2 separate regions of the Mus musculus genome follow, and region 2 is linked to region 1. Evidence: chromatin contacts called from public ChIA-PET data. All regions are on one chromosome and are shown on one strand. The core of a region is the stretch at or near the end of the contact, and the rest is flanking DNA. Distances in the headings are between cores, read along the strand shown. Region 1 overlaps Cracd (capping protein inhibiting regulator of actin). Region 2 holds the start of Aasdh (aminoadipate-semialdehyde dehydrogenase).

Evidence for each region. ChIA-PET counts read pairs in DNA pulled down with a chosen protein or histone mark.
Region 2: an RNA polymerase II ChIA-PET map of memory CD8 T cells shows a contact between it and region 1, with 46 read pairs. The contact joins the promoter of Aasdh here to the enhancer-like site in region 1. A contact is called at or near these places in 15 of 484 Hi-C or Micro-C datasets (the G1E-ER4 cell line, the HL-1 cell line, cortical neurons and 6 more), 4 of 115 datasets of contacts at active chromatin or transcription factors (effector CD8 T cells, embryonic stem cells and memory CD8 T cells) and 3 of 9 other capture datasets (adipose tissue, liver and pancreatic islet).

The regions. Positions count from the first base shown.
Region 1 is chr5:76,868,007-76,871,011 of GRCm38.p6, forward strand. Cracd (capping protein inhibiting regulator of actin) reads left to right here. Exons shown (of 9, transcript NM_001163793.1): 9 at 2,511-3,005. The coding sequence ends at 2,671. Among named protein-coding and RNA genes, the nearest start is that of Cracd, 29 kb to the left of the region's middle. Within about 2 kb of position 1,520, at least 38 of the 459 cell types and tissues checked have an H3K27ac peak or open chromatin away from gene starts, as enhancers often do. A contact at or near this core is called in memory CD8 T cells, where this site is marked.
Region 2 is chr5:76,903,944-76,906,948 of GRCm38.p6, forward strand. Aasdh (aminoadipate-semialdehyde dehydrogenase) reads right to left here and starts at 1,533. Exons shown (of 16, transcript NM_173765.4): 1 at 1,480-1,533; 2 at 266-437.

The DNA of each region.
Region 1 (3,005 bases), core at 270-2,769:
GGAAGAGCTGAGTCTGACAGGATTGGGCAAGGCAAGGTGGAAAGTTTAGGTAAAACTGAGGCAGGAGCCTGGGTTTGGAAGTAGACGCCAGCGTCATATCATCGGAAATGACGCAATTGAGGTAAGTGTGTGAAAGCTGCCTCCTGGGCCTCTGTGTGAAAGTGAGCTGGAGGCAGAAGATTCTCCCACTCCCACGCCCTCCAATTTCCTGGTGACTTCTCTGCCTAGGTGACACGGCTCAGATGCTCGGGCATTTCCACTGATGTGACTCTAGAGAAGGCTGTCAACTGGCTTCACAGAGAAAGTTGTCTCTGCACTGTGTCCTTGGTGCTAATTAACAACAGCCACCTTTCTTTTTTTATAACACATGAAAGATGTAAAATAAAATAAAGTGTCCCAATGGTTGCCCAACTATTGCCTGGCTCCAATCACTTGGAAGATGGATAGTTCTGAATACATAGATTCCCAGGCACTAACAGGACATCTGCTTCCCTATATGGCTGTGGTGGTCCCCAGAGAGCATAGTGTGTCTGTCTTGGTCCATTCTGTGAAGGCTAACAGAATACCCAAAGACTGGTTATTTATCAAGCTGGGAGGGCCCTGGGCTGTTTCATCCTAGGTTAGGAAGTGGATGGGCAAGCATGCACATGAGGAGAGAGAGAGAACGCAGGTAGTGTGAGAAAAATCATGAATCCACTTTTGAGGGCCTCTGACACCCAAGCACACACCACGAGGCTTCTGCCTCCCAACACAGAAGAATTCTGTGCCACCTCACTAGAGCGTAAATGAATTATTTATTCTAGCTTGCCCATGTAAGAGTCACAGAAACCTGGTATTTTATTTCCAAGCTGTAAGCCTCGACTGCGCAGGCTCTATGCTCTTCTCCCCTCTATCCAAACGGTAGCCCCTTGAACTCCATATGCTGTCTCAACCGGAATGCTTCTGCTCCACCAGCCTGCCCTCAGGTGCGCTTCTGGCCGGAAGGTCAGGATCCAAACGGCCTTGTTGCCTACTCTCTCCGCCTTCTTTTTCCTCTCTTAGTGGTCTCTCTCGAGAGCCCTCACTCAGTTCTCAAGTCCCGCCTTCCTCTCTCTACTGCCCAATCAAAGGCTCTAGCCTTTTATTAGCCAATCAGCTTTAAGTTGTGGAGCAAGGTTTACATACCTAAGATCCGTGTGCATGAGAATGCGCTTGTTTGGGGTTCAGAATTTAGCCTTTGAATACGTAGCAGCAAATCAACCCCCAACTCTAGAGAATTAAACGTCAGACATGAGAACACTGGAGAGATTCGCCCAAACCTTAGTGGTGTCTAAGCCTGTGCTTCGGCTACCTGCTACCCGAGGTCTGGAAACGTGGAGGTATTAAAAAAGAGTTTTAGTACTTAGTGGTGGGGCAGGAGTGCTTATATACCAGAACTACCTCAAAACACTGATCTTGGCCCGCAAGCATTCTTGCATTTGCTCTCACACTGCGGGTTCTAAGTATTAGCGTGAGACTGAGAGTTTCTTTCTTTTCTGTGCCCGGTTGGAAGTGATCCCCGCTTACAGCAGCGCCAGCTTAATACAGCAAGCCTTTGCTTCAAAGTGTTTGTCTTCACATTCAATTTGTATCCCCTGAGTTCCAGAAGAATGCAGGACGCGTCCCTGGGCACTAAAGTTGTGAGTGCTCCGAAATCCTTACAGAGAACCTCCTCATAGAAACCCAAGATCTCTAGTAGAGAAAGCAGGATAGTCAGGCGTGATAGCCTGCAATTCTTAACCCCTGGGAGGCGGAGTCAGGAGGATTACCATGAGTTTGCAGCCAGCCTGGGCTACAGTGTGAGATGTCTCACAAACAGGTGACAGGGGACATAGGAATTACTAGCAACACTAGAAGTCATGACAGCTGGCAGTTTCCAAAGGTTCATCTTTTGTTTTGTTTTGTTGTTTCTTGAGACAGGGTTTCTCTGTGTAGCCCTGGCTGTCCTGGAACTCACTCTGTAGACCAGGCTGGTTTTGAACTCAGAGATCTGCCTGCCTCTGCCTACCAAATGCTGGGATTAAAAGCCTATGCCACCACTGTCCGGTCCATGGGTTCATCTTAGGGCTCAGGTGGAGGCAGGAATTTCAGGAGTTCAGGGACATAGCAGTTCCAAGGCATCTTGGCTTCTATCATTCATGGCTTGAATTTCATGCCTTCTAAAGTCAGAATCTTGTTCTGGGGACCGAACTGGGGAGATGTTTACTAACGGGTACATTTCAGAGAAGTGCAAGGAATCTGTAGTGTAACACGGTGACCATAGCTACCAATCTATTGAATTCTTAAAACGTTTAAGAGCAGATTTTCAAATGTTCTTACATCACCTTGTGAATAACAGCTAGATTTGGCTATTCTGGTGTGTGTGTGTGTGTGTGTGTGTGTGTGTGTGTGTGTGCACAGCATCTCACATACAGTAAGTACATATAACTCTGTTAACTAGACTTTCTGTTTTTACGTGGCTCTTCCTTCTCTTTCCCTTTGAAACACTGCAGTGGAGATCTCAGACTCTGCGCCCTCAGCAGCACTGGTAAAAGACGTCACCAAGCGGTTCTCCACCCCAGACGCTGCCCCGGTGTCCACAGAACCTGCCTGGCTGGCTTTGGCCAAACGAAAAGCCAAGGCCTGGAGCGACTGTCCGCAGATTATTAAGTAAAGAGCGACTTTCACCCACGCCCTCGGCCGGTTGTCGGCTCTTCTCTTGCCCGTTTTATTTATTTATTTTTTATATGAGGTTAACGGAACCAGGCTAGGGAAAAGCAGCATGCTTACTAGGCTCCAAAATAATGTTCAGCAACGGAAGTGGTGGGGTTCGTTGTAAAGAGTGTATTTGCACAACCCTGGGTCCTGGTGCCTTGAGCTCCCTCTAGTTCTCAAGAGACAGTTTTGTCTGAGGGACCACGTGTAGCAAAATCTGCAAGTGCGAGCTCCTCAGGGGAGCGCCATGCCCACCCATGGCCTTCACATATGCATACCCATGCACCATTTCA
Region 2 (3,005 bases), core at 283-2,782, 36 kb after region 1:
CTGGAGTGTCTGAAGACAACTACAGTGTACTTACATCTAATAAATAAATAAATCTTTAAAAAAAAAAAAAAAAAAAAAAAGAGAAGAAAAGAAAAAGAAAGAAAGAAAAAGAAAAAAAAAAGGCTATTGCAGTAGAGTATCTCCTGCTATTTTTGCCTACAGAAGACCACAGAATACCCAAATAAATTTTGTTAAGCGCCCAATTTTCCACATTAATGTATTATACATATTTTTACAAAAATCTAGTTTGAACCTGGGGATGTACCTCAGGAGTTAAACCGTCCTTGTTCTTTCAGAAGACACAGATTCCATACCAGCACCCAACTGGGGAGCTCAATACAGTCCATAGTTCCAGTTCTGGCTGATCCCACAGCCTTTGAAGACACCAGGCACGAACATGGTGCACTTACATACATGCAGGTAAAACACTGCTATACCTAAAATTAAAAAAAAAAAAAAAAGTCTGTTTAAAAGCTGCCTTTTCTCTAAAAAGCAAGCACGTGTAACTGCTATTTTCTCACAAGAAAATATAATCTACTAACATAATTCACAGCAGTAGAATAACAAGACTATAACTTAGGTTTTTTTTGTTTGTTTTGTTTTTTCGAGACAGGGTTTCTCTGTAGCCCTTGCTGTCCTGGAACTCACTTTGTAGATCAGGCTGGCCTCGAACTCAGAAATCTGCTTGCCTCTGCCTCCTGAGTGCTGGGATCAAAGGCGTGCGCCAACACGCCCGGCTATAACTTAGTTCTTAAAATGTCATTTTTATAACTAGCTACAAAACTCACCACACAAAATCTATAATTAAGGAGTTTTTCTACTTTGAATTTAAAAGCTCCCAGTGGCAAAATTCAGTCTTGTCCAGATATTCATGTCAGCCATTGAATTTTATGTCTCTGTCCCTGTCTTTGTCCCCCTCCCCTCCCTTCAGACTGACTTGGGCCATCGAGATGGGTCAGTGGAGAAACTAACTTGCCATCACACCAGAAAACCTAAGTGTGATCACGGGACTCACATAATGGAAGGAGAGAACCCACTTCCGAAAGGTCCTTTTTGTTTCTTCACCATGCTGCACGCGCACACACGCACAATTTTAAATTAAAAAAAAAAAAAAGAAAAGGAAAGAAAAACAAGTGAGCCATGAAAAGGGATGACCTAGCAAGCAAATTTCGTGTTATAGCCTTAAGATTAGCAGCTCGGTAATGTACAACTGTAAATAAAGCCATTTAATCACCAACAGATCCTGATCTTAAGGGTTCTCCCTATACTGGGCATTATATATATAGGTAAATTATCCGTCTGCATCTTATACTTCTCACGCAGCCACCTTAATTACAATCACAAAAGCCTCTCGTTGGCTCTCGGAACCACGCTAAGAGGTGGCGCAGCAGGTGACCGAGGTGACCCACACAGCCGCTCCAAGCTGGGGTCCGGCAGCTCACAAAGTCTCCCCGGGTCGCCCGCGCTCTCCCGCCCCACCTTCTCACGACAGCGCGTGGCGTGCACTTCCTAGCCCAGCCGCAGACGCTCAGCAGCCGTAAAACGGACCTCTGCGTCATCTTCGGGCGCCCGTGACGTCACTCCAGCGTCGGGGGGCGGGCTCTCGCCTACGGGGCTCCGCCCAGACGTGGCGCACAGGTCTCCGCCGCGTTTGGCCCAACGGGTTTGGTCCGTGCGGATTCAGCCCTGCCGCTGAAGGTGACGCTTCAGGCAACATGCCTGTGCGTCTGCGTGAATTTGAGTGTTCCGTGTGCCTGCAGGGGCCGATGATTCCCTGGAGCATAGTCCCAGGTGGTTGTGAGCCACCACATGGGTGCTGGAGACCTAGAAGGGACCTCTGGATGGCCAGTGAGCTTCCTTGACAGCAGAGCCATATCTCCGAGACCCGGAGTCTCCTCGTTCCTTAAAGTGCGGGTAGAAATATCCCAAAGGCTGAAGTGAAGTAATCACCGCCTAATTGGCGAGTAAATTTGGCTTATCCCCTCCACACCTTCTGGGAACATACTCAAGATTGGTTGCGACCGTCATGGCAGCGGTGAAGTATGCCAGGGAAGCCCCCTGTCAGAATGAAACTCCTAACTGGCGTTTGCAGCTATTTACAACACTTCCCTATGAGGAAACCCAGGCCTGTCTGAGGTCAACAGCAGTCCCTAAAGCCACTGTATGCCTGGATGTGTGTTTTTCCGATGGCACAATTATTACAATAAATGGGAAGGGTCACCACTGTGGTGAGTTACTGTGCCCTCGCAGAGAGGAAAGATGGGATTTTTGTCTTGGTTCCTGTTGGGGGGAGAGGTGGAAGTGGCTAAGCACTATCTACATACAGTGCCTTAAAAAACAAAGGAGTGTGTCCTTATCTGCTGGAAAACAGAAGCTTGTAAGGGTCCATGAAGAATGACACCCTGGACTCAAATAGTATGTAAACACAAAGTGTGTTTTATTCTGTAGCTCAGCATGGTGGGGTCGTCCCCATTACAAAGACACAGAGTAAAAGCAAATGAGCTCGCAGGCTCCATTGAAAGCACATTGGAATTCCAGGGTAGGAGAGCTTTATCTTACTTATCTCTAGGCATTGTTACTGGGAAGTCTAGAAATCTTTGTAGAGGAAGTCTGGAAACTGTTGCTGACCCATTGTCCTTACCTCAGGCTAGGTGGCCAGGCAGTCTCAGATATCAGGGCAGTTCTGACTAACTGCCTGAAGCCTTTTTTTTTCTTCTTCTTCTAGTAACTGATTTGCCTGACCTTAGGCCTAGTCTCCTAAACTGCTAATTTGAAGCCTGTCATGGAATCAGATCTGCCTTCTCATCTGTCCCTCCAAACAGTGCAGGAAATACCTGTTTGAAAACCACATTTTCCTGTGTACTATGGGCCTCGCCAAACACCTTTTTAAGTGTTGTATTTGTTCTCTTAGCTTTCTATTGCTGTGATAAAACATGACCAAAAGCAACTTGGGGGAACCAAGATTTATCAAAGCACTATCACTATCACAAGTCAGGACAGGAACT